Regions from separate parts of the Rattus norvegicus genome. Here region 2 is linked to region 1. A link is a contact called in public Hi-C data. All regions are on one chromosome and are shown on one strand. Each heading gives the region's core, a stretch centred on a gene start, on an enhancer-like site or on the middle of the called end of the contact. The rest is flanking DNA. Distances are from core to core; before and after follow the strand shown.

What was found. Hi-C and Micro-C count contacts between places; a contact is called where the count stands out from the background.
Region 2: a contact with region 1 is called in a Hi-C map of Schwann cells, with 5 times the contacts expected there. The contact joins the enhancer-like site here to the promoter of Lmo4 in region 1. A contact is called at or near these places in 1 of 12 Hi-C or Micro-C datasets (Schwann cells) and 1 of 1 datasets of contacts at active chromatin or transcription factors (oligodendrocytes).

What each region holds. Positions count from the first base shown.
Region 1 is chr2:235,938,754-235,945,185 of GRCr8, reverse strand. It overlaps Lmo4 (LIM domain only 4), which reads left to right and starts at 3,911. Exons shown (of 5, transcript NM_001009708.1): 1 at 3,911-4,270.
Region 2 is chr2:236,113,658-236,119,703 of GRCr8, reverse strand. No RefSeq gene overlaps it. Among named protein-coding and RNA genes, the nearest start is that of Lmo4, 180 kb to the right of the region's middle. Within about 2 kb of position 3,908, at least 8 of the 93 cell types and tissues checked have an H3K27ac peak or open chromatin away from gene starts, as enhancers often do. A contact at or near this core is called in Schwann cells, where this site is marked.

The sequences.
Region 1 (6,432 bases), core at 2,662-5,161:
CTTTTCTTTTCTCTTTTTTTTTAGACAAAAATCTCAGGTGGCTCGAGCTGGCTTGGACTTTTCTCCTCGGCTGAGGATGACCCGGAGTTTCTGATTCTCCCCTGAACTCCCTCTGAGCATGAGGACCCCAGGCCTGTGCTACCCACCGCACCTGGTACGAGGCTCGGATCATACCTGCAGCACCAACACTCTGCCAACTCAGTTATAGTCCCCAGTCCTCCATTTTACTATTTCCTTTCCTCTTTCCTCTTTTGGAGGTCTTGGTGGTCACACATTTCCCAGGTCGAGCAGCCCTCCTTCCTCAGACGCTCAAGTGTCTGGGACGACAGGCAAGGAGGAGCAATATTAAAACATGTTCAGTTTTAGCTCCTGCTCGTACAAGCCTGAGCGTTCCCAGGTCCTAGTACACAGCACTGTGGGACCCACCCAGCCAAGAGAAACAAAACCCACTGGCTCATCCTCTACATTTTAACTGGTTTCCTCACTGCGGCTACCGTGCTGGACCTTTGGAGTTCGGAGGATCTCTCTGAGGGTAAAGATCGGAGTCGTTCTTGTAATGTCCTTTCTAAAAGGCCTTCGTTCAGAAACCAGCTGTGCACGGGCCTCCAAAGAGCACAATCTCGTCCCCCTTTCCTCATCAAAGAGCCAGATGCTTGTCTTGGACGCTGCCTCGTCAGGTGGTCAGGTGGACGACAGGCAGAACTGCTGTCTGAGGATTCTGAGCAGAACTGTCACCGGAGAGCACCAAGTCCAGGCGTAAGACCTTAGTTGAGAAGATGAGTTTAGATAAATAATTTCAAGGCAAGTAAGGAAAATGAAAGCCTGATCTAGGATCCATTTAGATCCTATGTTAATAAGAAAAAAAAAACTCAAAATGGTTTGTGTTTAAAAAGAAAAAAAATAAAGTACCAGACTTTTATGTCTCACTTTAGGAAACTGGCTGAACGTTGGGTGTGTGACATCAGCAGGGTCCTTCCAAACCAGCAGACACAATGCAACACTTCAGAATTAGCTAATTTTACTTTACCTCAGAATTATTTCTTGGCACTATTTTCATCATTGTCTGAACACTTTTATTACACACGGCGTCAGTACCCTTCCCCAAGCAGGTGTGTGTGTGTGTGTGTGTGTGTGTGTGTGTGTGTGTGTGTGTGTGTGTGTGTGTGTCGTTTTTGTGTGCCTAGGGTCAGGTTGACATCAGACTGGCGTGGGTTTCTCTCTCAGTCCGGCACTTTTGAGAACACAAGACATTGCTACCTGGGAAGAGAAAGGACCGCTTAGAGTAAAGAATGCAGAAATAAGGACTACCCAGAGGTGGCGCTGTGGTTAAAGTACACCTGAATTTTGATTACCATGAATGGATTCCCTTCCTACCCTTCAAACATGTTGCTAGCCTCCACAACCTTTGTAGTTCTATAACCACAGTAAATAAAGATTTCTGGCAATATATCCCCACCCATTCCACTTTACCGGAGTACATATGCAGACTCCACACACAACCAAAACATTAAAACCACCTCTAAAAGTTTAGGCCCTGGGTAGCCTAGAGACACAGGTTCAAAGTCCCATCCTTCAGGCCTTCCCCATTCCTTCCCTCCACAAAACCCACCCAGACCCTTAGAGAATCATTTGGTGGTACCTGAGCCCATTCTTGCTTAAATTTATAATATTTCATTTTAGAATTAAATATCCATCTTATTGGTCATACTTTAGAAAACACCATAACTCACCATGATGCTGAATGTTATGTGTCCTTGTTTTTTTAAAAAATAATTTAAAAGAAAAAAAAAGGACAATACAGCTTGATTTCTTCTTCTTTTTTAGATAAAGTGTTTGTACAGATATGGAAATCTTCTCGTAGGATCTATTTTAATACAACAATAGACATGAAGATCTTATACCAGCTAGGCAAGGCAGGCCTGAAATCCCAGAACTTATGGGGGAAGCAGAAGTTCTACTTCGAGTCTGGTCTTAAAGAGCAAAAATCCCTGATCACCGAGTTTTGATTGATTTAAATTGTAAGGAGTCAAAATCGAACCGAGGAATTATAATGTCTTATATCTTAATAGTGTCCTCTCCTCCTCCGAGGTTATTGTTTTGTTTTGTTGAATTTTTTGTTTGGACTTAAAAAAAAAGTATCTTTCCTAAATTGGCCTGTTTTCATCACGTCTCCGCGGCTGTTTTCTGTATAGCACATTCTGATTATTACCACGTCCATATTTTTTAATATAAAAAAGCTTTTAATACGTGCACAAGGTCCATGATCCCAAGCACGCAACGTTAAATACAAATCCATGAGGATAATTTTTAAGTGTAACGTGCTAGGGATCCAAGGAGCTAGAATACAGAAATGAGTATTTTTAACTGGCATTAAAAACATCCTCTTCCTGGTTTCATGGGCAATATTTATTCCTTCGCCGTAATCTGGCAGTTTAAAGAACCCGGATTCTGCACACAGCTGCTAGGACTGTAGATGTTCTGCCTGATTTTTCTTCAACTTCCTTTCTTCAATCTAGCAGCCCTGTGTGTAACACGGTATGAAAGCTTCTCCCACAAGGCTGGTTTTGGTTAATGATACTTAGCAATACAGCTTTTGCATTTCCATGATAATTTCCAACAGAAAAATCTCTCTGGAACTTACTATTAATAATCAACCCCAATATTAACCTCAGATCGGAGATTTATTAAACCTATTTGGCAGAGTGAAGTTGAATAACTCGATGTTCAAGGATCTAGGCTGAGCTCTGGCCCTGGGAAGAGGCTCCGAAGCTAGCTAGCGTTCCTCAAACCTTTGATTTGTACGGGAAACGACTAGTGTTCCTTTCTCAGGGTTGTGAGCTAGCCGGTCTGGCAAATGTTTGCATCGCTTTAGGGGGCTATGAGGGGAGCTAGCATCTCATCCTCCACACTGAGGCAGAACGGTGAGCAAAAACCGTTGCCCATGAAGTTTTCTTCATCTCTGAGTGTAATCTGCACCCACCAGCAACTGACAAGCATCTATGAAGTGCCTGCCCCTTCCAGTTTATGCTGGGGTTAATGGGAGCAAGATGGGGTTAAGCAGGCAGTACTTAGGTAGGAACTACTTCCCACTTTTGCCTAAGGTTTTCAAATCTGCAACCCGAAGGATTAAACAAAACACCCGCTTTTGCACCTCCCTCCGGCAGAATGAATCCTCTACCCTAACAGGAAGAGACCCATTTCGGGGAAAGTAAGTTTCCCGAGGGTCTGTTCTCTGAGCCACGGAAGGCGATCCCCGAGGCCCTGCGGGGGCGGGCTCCACGCGTCCCCGCGAGCTAGGCAGGCAGGTGTGGTCCCGAGCCTGGGCACGCGCTCGCTGGCCGCGTCCCCCGCACCTCCCGGGTCCCTTTTCGTCCCCCGACCCCAGCCCCCCCCCGCCTTCCCGGGCCCGGCCCGCTCAGTCGCCCGCCTCGCTCCCCGCCCCCCGAGTCTCGTTTCAGTCACCCTTTGTCCTTCCCCGGATTGGCAGGTTTTATTATTCCGCCTGAACAATCCGGCCGCCCAGTGGCTGAGGGTCGCTGACGTCGGCGGCAGAGCCGGGGAGTAGTTGGGATTCTGCTCTGTCAGTAACACATGTGTAAGCGCCGCCGAAGGAGCGAGCGAGCCGGCTAGAGGCCCGCGCCGCCGCCTCCGAGCCGGGCAGCAGCAGCGGGGCAGCCGATCGGTCCAGCGCTCTCCGCCGGTCCGCAGCTCCCCACTCCGTGCGCCCTCGCACCGGCCGCGGGACCGAGGCTGCACCGCCACTCTCCCGGGCCGCAGGTCGCGGGAGGGGGGGGACTCGGCCGAGCTGCCGGCGGCGGGCGGGAGGAAGGCGGCGGCGGAGGAGGAGGAGCGCGGGCGCGGCGGGGGCGGGGGCGCGTACAAAGTGAAGCCACATTGCCAAACTTGCAGCCGCGATTGCAGCAGTGGCTGCCGCTGCGCCGCGCGGGCCGGGCCGAGGGCGCCTGCAGCTGCTCCTCGCGCGCAGCCGGGGGCTGAGGACCCGGACCCTCGGGCTGAGACTTGACACTTCTGCGCCGGGCCGCCTGCCACTTAGCGTGGGGCTCCGTCTACCCGCCCCAGAGCCACGCGATTAAAAAAAAAAAAAAAGCAGCCCTTAGCCCCCTCCTCCCCTTTCCTGCTTCTGCGAGAACTCCCTCCCTCCCTCCAGCTCCGCCAGCCCCGGCGCCCCTGCCCTGGAAGCCGAGCGGCTCCGCTCGCATTTCGCCGCCGCCGCCGCCTCTCGCAGTGTTGCAATATAGGGGAGAAACAGGTAAGGGGGTGGCTGGGGGCGCCGCGGGCCCGGAGGGGACGAGGGAGGGAGGGAGGGGGGAGCTGATCGGGGCCGGGGCTGTTTTCTTTGGCTTCCTTCCCTTGACCGTCCCAAATTGCAAGTAAACAATACGTCGCCTTAGATAATGCGTGAGTCTGAAACTACCCGAGGCCGGCCTGCGAGCTAGCACGGAGGGCAGCCCGGGGCCGCCAGCTTTGTAGCGGTTCCTTGCTTACAAAAGGGTTCTTCTTGGAGACCGGGCTGATGGGGACCCTGGAGAGGGCTGGGGGGCAGTTCCAGTTCCTAAAGGAAAGGCAGGGGCTGCTTAGATGAGAAGTGGTGTGTGTGGGTGGGGGCGATAGTCATGACCCCCCCCCAACACTATTTGAAACAGGGATCGAAAAGCTCCAAGTGACCAGGGATCCGGCATTGCTGATTCTTTTTAAAAGAATTCCTCTTGGCTTATAAGTCTTTTGTTCCAATCCAGGAGAAATCCGGTGAATCACCTAATTAAAATCAAGACATGAATTAAGCATCCATTTTTGTACTACAAATGGCCAGCGCTACGGTTGTCCCTCCCTTGGTCTCCATTAAAAAACACCAGAGACGTTGTTAAAGGGGGGCAGATTTTGCCTCTAGCTGCCAGCTCTGCTTTCTATTTCACTGACTGTCCCAGGACCTAAATTGCTTGGCTATGTAATTACTAGAGTATAAGCCTATTTAACTTAAAAGCTTTCTTTTTTTTTTTCCAACTCTAAATGAAACTTGATGAGGGCCCGTCCTTAGTTATCAGGGGAGTCAGTTTCTGGTCAGTCCTCCTGATTCATCTCTCTTAGATTTAATCAGCATTAAGGTATTGCTTGTCCTTAAGAGCTTTAGCTAATGGGGTTACTGGATGCTTTTCTCAGTGTAATGTTTCCTTTTCAAAAAAAATATACATATATATTTACCTCTCACTAAAGATGGGGGCGGGGAGCAGCTTGGAATCTCCTCCCTCCCCCTCCCTTTTAAAAAAGGAATTCGGAGCGATTAAAACGTTGAGGAGTGGTGGTGGTGGGGGAACAGTTTAAAGACCTAGGGCAGGAAATGCAGATTCATTTGGGTCAGGGCTGAAATTGTAACAAAAAGCAATTCCTCGAGTAAATGCATCAGATAAATCAATTTACATAAAGGTATGATGCATTCGGATAAATGCAATGCTAATGGGTTTTAGAGCGGTCCTGGTTCCAGAGTCTCAGGGTTTTGTTACAGCTTAATTGGTGCAGTTCTTATTCTGGTTTATTGTGCGGTCACTGGACACACGTTCCGGGACTCTTTCGGAGGAAATGTGTTTAAAATCGGCCTATTTAAGGAACCCGAGTCCTTCTTTCGTTCCCTCTCCCCGGTTCTTTGCAGCAGTGAAGTTGGGCTTGGGGACAGACAAAGTTCACCCTCTCCCTTCTGAGGTATCAGCTGAATGTCTTGAGCCGATAGCTGGGAGCCTGGGGGGGAAGCCCACACTCTCGCCTTACAGAGGACAAAGACAAAACAAGCTGCTTAATTGGCAGTAAATAACTTGATCTTTTTATAGAATAAGTGACTGGAGAAACACTAGGACTTTATTGGACTCCGGATTGGAGGCAACAAATTAATCGGTTTAAGCTAAGCTTTATAAATTGATTCCTATATTATACCCCAGTTAGAGAGAGAGAGAGAGAGAGAGAGAGAGAGAGAGAGAGAGAGAGAGAGAGATATGTTTAAAAGCAGTTTTTCGTGACATCAAGAAGACTGGCTTGAATTTAACTTGTGTGTCCCTCAATAGTGCCTCCTCACATATAACCCCCCTCTCATGGGGGGGGGGGCAAAGCTCTCGCATTTAAATTGCTGATCAAGGGCAGATTAGCGAGACCAAAGTGGAGAGTGTTTGTATAGGAAGTTAACAGGCATCCTAAAGTTCAATGATCTATTATCCTTGCCTGTGTCCTGAAAACACTCATTGATCTTCAAAATGAAATGAGATTTGGAACAATAATGGGAGATGGCGGTCACCACAATGGCATGTGAAAGGTGCTGTTTAAAATACGAAAAACCAGTTTCGCAACTTTACACCCGGCAACCCCCCCCCACTCCCCTCTCGCCACCTTGCCTCCCCTCCCACCACCTCCATCTCCCCCTCGGCCTTT
Region 2 (6,046 bases), core at 2,659-5,158, 170 kb before region 1:
TAACTTCCTAGTCTAGGGGTGTTTGTGCGTGCTGTGTGTGTGTGTGTGTGTGTGTGTGTGTCTTTGTGTCTGTGTGTATGTATGTTCCTCTGTGTGTGTATGTGTGTGTGTTTGCTCCTGTGTGTGTGTTCCTGTGTGTCCCTGTGTGTATGTCCCTGTATGTGTGTATGTCCCTGTGTGTGTGTCTGTGTATGTGTATGTCTGTGTGTGTGTGTATGTGTGTGTGTGTGTGTGGGGGTATGTCCCTGTGTGTATGTGTGTGTATGTGTATATGTCCCCGTGTGTCTGTCCCTGTGTGTGTGTGTGTGTGTATGTCCCTGTGTGTGTGTATGTGTGTGTGGGGTATGTCCCTGTGTCTGTCCCTGTGTGTGTGTGTGTATGTCCCTGTGTGTGTGTGTGTGTGTGTGTGTGTGTATGTCCCTGTGTGTGTGTATGTGTGTGTGGTGTATGTCCCTGTGTCTGTCCCTGTGTGTGTGTGTGTGTATGTCCCTGTGTGTGTATGTATGTCCGTGTGTATGTGTGTGAATGTGTGTGTGCGTGTGTGTGTGTGTGTGTGTATGTCCCTGTGTGTGTGTGTATGTCCCTGTGTGTGTATGTGTGTGTGCATGTGTGTGTGTATCCCTGTGTCTGTCCCTGTGTGTGTGTATGTCCCTGTGTGTGTGTGTGTGTATCCCTGTGTCTGTCCCTGTGTATGTATGTCCCTGTGTGTGTGTCTGTCCCTGTGTGTGTGTATGTCCCTGTGTGTGTGTATATGTCCCTGTGTGTGTGTATGTATGTCCCCGTGTATGTGTGTGTATGTGTGTGTGCATGTGTGTGTGTGTATCCCTGTGTCTGTCCCTGTGTGTGTGTCCGTGTCCCTGTGTGTGTGTGTATCCCTGTGTCTGTCCCTGTGTGTGTGTCTGTCCCTGTGTGTGTGTATCTCTGTGTCTGTCCCTGTGTGTGTGTCTGTCCCTGTGTGTGTCTGTCCCTGCGTGTGTGTGCGTGTGTGTGTCCGTGTCCCTGTGTGTGTGTGTGTATCCCTGTGTCTGTCCCTGTGTGTGTGTATGTCCCTGTGTGTGTATCCCTGTGTCTGTCCCTGTGTGTGTGTGTCTGTCCCTGTGTGTGTCTGTCCCTGCGTGTGTGTGTGTGTGTGTGTGTGTGCATGTGTGTGTCCATGTCCCTGTGTGTGTGTCCGTGTCCCTGTGTGTGTGCCTTTGCCTTCCCTCCACAGCTCTTTCCTGTGACCACTTGTTCCCAAGGGCCAGTCTTAGGCACGGTTGTCTAACCACTTCTCTATTGTCTGGCACTTCTGTCCTTGGTGCCCTGGCTTCTGTGCCCCTTGGCCTACGACTTCCTATTTCGGGGCTTCAGTTGGTCCAGTTGTCACCCAGCTCCCCGGGCTGACTGCTTCTTCTGGTTCTCAGGCTTGGAGCTTTGAGGGAAGGTGCAGTTAGAAAGCTAGTCTCTCCCTAGAAGAAGGAACCTTCTTAATCTGTGGCAGTTTGGAAGCACATCCTTTCCCTCTAAGCCCTGTGAGGGGAAGCCAAACGCCCATTCTTAAAGTGTGACTACTGAGGCCCACTGTGCACTGCTGTTATCTCGGCAGGAGAGCCATTTGCAACCGTTTACAACCCTCTCACTCCCCCCTTCCCCTCTGTGTGCGCTTCCACACGCACCAGTCCACGTCTATTAGTGCAGATGGTGACAAACTAACTCCCCATTGAAAGGGCTCAGAGCAGAGGGAAAATGGATTTTTGGTCTGTCCTTATAAACAAGAAAGCCTGAATGATTTTAGGTTCCTGATTCTTGCCTCAAAAGAGCACAGTTTGCTTCTTCCGAACACAAGAGGTTGTAAATTGGTAATTCATCTCAACCAAAGGCCGTGTGATGAGCCTCTGTAGAAGTATTTCTTTTCCTTGTTGTGCAAAAGAGGAACCAGACTTCTGAGTGTGGGTTCCAGCTGGAGGTCGCCTAGCACCATTTGCAGCCCAAAGGCAGCGGCTTGGCCAGCCCCAGGCTCTGTAGACCCTCCAGTCCTCTCACCTGCAGAGCCATGGGGTAGGTGGCTTCTGCATTGCCCTGAGGGTTTTTTTTTTAAAACCCTGCTCTAATCAAAACACTTTACTATATTTCCTATTGTCAGCTAATCCTGCCCGAACTCATTAAATAACAGTGTGTGGGTTATTTGCTGTCAGTGAAATTATCAAAGGCATTCCCCCCCCCCAACGAAACACACGCTCCAGTGATAACTAAAACAATAATGGAGAAATGTCATGATCAGTCTTGACCAGATGACCCTGCCCATTTCAAATGACCTCTTTATCTCAGCACAAGGGTCACCCCCGTGAATTCTTACAGTGAGCCACTGCTCGCCACTCCCACGATTACAAAACTCACTGTACTCATTGTAGTTAATGAGATGTGGAAAGCCTTGTGCTGTGATTTGCTGGGCCATATGCTGTAAGGGGTCGCCGTTGATTCCACTCTTCCCTATTTAATTCAAGCAGGCCGCAATGCCTTCTTCATATGGCTACTTATATAATAAAAATTAACTTGGGATATTAAAAAGAAAACCACCATTGTGGGGTTTATGACTTGGCGAGGCTCAGTCTCATGTCTTTGCATCGAAACATCTGTAAGTGATGTGTGCCGCTCTAATTTTAAATCCCGCCAAGTATTTCCCATTTAACGTTTGGTTTAACGGACAAACTTGCAGAGGTGGCTTGCAGATCTGTACATGTTCTCAAGGCCATAGATCTGCTTTTTATTATTAGTTTTTTTTAAAAGAAAATAACTGTAATTTAAAACTTGTTTTTAAAAAACCCTCTACATATCAGTGCATGCAGAAGTCATGCCTCTTGAACCTCTTAAAGATGCTGCTGCAATGAATCCGTTGCCCCTACAAGTGGTTTCCTTGTGTTTGACTTTTGCTTTAACTTCTGTGGTAGGTGGGGGAACTTCTGAACACTGGAGAGTTGGCTATGGGTGGGAGGGATAAGGTGGGAGGAGCCACTGCTGGGGTTTGGGGGTGAGGGGTGGACACCTCTGCAAGAATGGACAGAGGAAACACACCAAGCCCCTTCAGGGCGTCCAGTAATCAACATTTTATTTCCTTACACTTAAACAACGAAAGTTCTCACTAATTCTCAGAGGAGCCAGGCCCTCTGATCTATCCATGGATCTGAGCTATAAACTGGTAAAAGCCAGCCCCTCCTCTGTCTGCTAGTAGGGTTACCCAATAAAACAGAGGGCCCGAAATGTGAATTTCAGATGAATCACATATACTTTTTAGTACAAATGCACCCCAGGCTGCATTTGGGGCATACTTAAATTAAGACTTGAGTAAGGCAGTATCTGGAATCCAAACCCATCCTGTATTCACTTGCTAAATCGGGCCAGCCCCGTCCATACCTGGATCAGGCGGGTTTTCTGACTGCATCCTAAGGGTGGCCTGAATTTAAGCGGAAGGGTGGGCGGAAGCCATTAATGCTTCCCTGGGGATGGTGCAGCCCCTGCGAGCTCTACTCTGCAGTTATTAAACTCGGGCTCCCGGGGCTCTGAGGCATGCTGACTCAGCATCTGGGCAAGGGGGATGCTGGACCCCAGAAACATAATTAAACTGCTTCCACGACTGACTCGAAAATAAAAGTGTGTGTGTGGGGCGGGGAGAGAAACTTGAGGGGGAAGTTAAACAACAAATGGCGAGGTGTGGCGTGAAACCTCAGGGAAACTGTCGGTTTTGCTTCAAGGGAATTGAATTGTGAAACTTGCAAGTTGCGAAATTTCACTCGCTGATGCCTGTGAGAACTGAAGTTTGTTTTAATTGTCAATTAAAGCTGGGATCTGAGGAGCCTTAGGGCGGTGCTGGCCCAAAGGAACCCGGTGCGGGCCGGATGGATGACGGGGCCGGCCACTGGGGGTCAGGATAAGCTCGCAGAGGTGCCCTTCGACCGACTGTGCGGTCCGGAGGGGAGCGAGGCTCTGCCCGGGAGGCGGTGCCTGCGAGCTAGGGCCTTGTTGGCCTTCCTGGTTGCTGGAGTGAGCTTCAGGTACCAAATGGCCTTTGCCAGAGTGCAATCAGCTATGTGCAGATGACCACATCCTGATAACAGAAGAAGTACGGCCTTGTTGAAGATTTTATGAAACAGAAAACAATTCATTTTGCATTCATACGGAGACTTAGGATAGAAAACAGCCAAGCCCTGAGTGTTTTGCTTAGAACTTGTTTAAGGCGGGGTGCGGGGAGGGTGGATAGAGAGAACACAGAGATACAGAGGGGAAGGGAGACGGGGAAGGAGGGAGAGAGATCCAGAGGAGGGGGGAGGGATGCAGAGAGACAGAGAGACAGAGAGACAGAGAGAACATACAGAGAGAGATTAAAGAAGAACCGCCCCCCCCCCCCCCCCCAAACCAAAGTTGTGATGTTTGCAAGCCGCTGTTGACTTCAGATCGAGGTTGCCTTCTTGTTAACCCGGCCACGCAGCCTCAGAAGATGATTCTCCCACCAAGGGATTAACCCCGTGGAACAGTTACGGAATGTGCGGTCTCTAGAGACTCGAGATCAAGGAGTCTAAAATGTTTGTAAGGGGGAAAAATCCTCAGTGGCTTGGGAGCTTTACGGAGACACTTTAAAGGAGAATCAAAATTGCCCTTATTTAAGAGCTTCGGAGATCCAAATATAAGCCTCTTTTCTTTCGCCAAGAAGGCCACTTACTCATTTGGTGTGCCTTTAATGCTTAAAGGGAACACTGGGGTTCCTATTCGGTCCCAAACACGACTTTATGATTTTTTTTTTTTTTTTTTTTTTGCAAAGTCCGCTTTCCTTTTTTCTTTTTCCCCTTAGCGCCTCAGATTTCTGTTCTATTTGGGGACGAGATGTTGAAGGGAGTCTGAATGGCTGTCTCAGACACTGCCTGAGAGACAGGCTTGGTGTCTTTCAAGTGGCTCCAAGTGCTTGGGTGGCAGGGTTCCTCAGACTGAGGGTGATGTCAAAAGGTTCTCTGATGACAGTCGCTCGGTTTAGAGATGATCCGCCACGAACGTTTCAATCATACATTCGGCCATCTTTGTGAGGACTCACTCCATCTCTGCGGGACTGGTGTTGAGGTGGGGGTGGGGCACAGTATCTGAAAACAGAATCTAGATGGGGGGGGGGGCAAGGACGTGAAGGGACACAGTAAACCGTTGGCTGGCCTGACACGGTGTTCCGGAGAATGAGGAAATCATTCTTTTTTTTTCTTTCTGGAAGGAGGAGAAGCCACAAGTTTATTTAATCTTTTCTAGGCAACTTACTTTTATTGCATTTTTAATTCCCTCTCCTGCATTACCATGACCCTTTTCCCTGGCTTCCCACGCCTGTCCTTAATTACTTATCATTAGCAATGTACACGGGGCCTCGCTGCATATTTATAAATGTGATCATTAGTACATGGGAAGACAAAGGCTTCTTTAAGACTGTCATTAGTTATTCTGTTTTCATGGAAATGTTCATTAGGAAAAACTACCCACCTGGTTAAATAATTATAATTAAGGTTTGGTAATCTCCCCTGCATTTTTAACTCCATCTTCCGTCTGTTTGCATGAGGCTAAACAAGCCTTATTTGGCGAGAGTTCTATCTTTCATTTACCTCAGGAGTTGTCAACAAATACAGAGCCCTTGTTTTAAACTGTAGGTGTTGACTGATTTATAGTGCGGTCGGTATAATTTTGGTAATCCGGCCGGCTCATCTCTGAGCCTGAGGGCCGGCCGTGGAATGGTGAGTCACACAGAGTCCAGGGGCTTTGCTTGGTTTTAGTCCCTGGACCTTCGTCCAACGTCCAAGGCTGCCCTTAAACTCCTTGACCAGAGAGATGCTGGGCTTGGAGACCACTGGCCATGACTCCATTGCGTGCCAAGTGAGACAAGTAGCAGTTGGATGGTGTGAGTGTTTGGGTGTCAGCCTTTATGTATTGGCGACTGGGAGGTACCCACAGAAGCGTTACGGCTGCGTCCTCACCAATGTCCAAGCAGATACAGTCTAGCCTTGGAGTCTGTAACAAAAACGGCCATGAGGTCCATCGGTGGGCT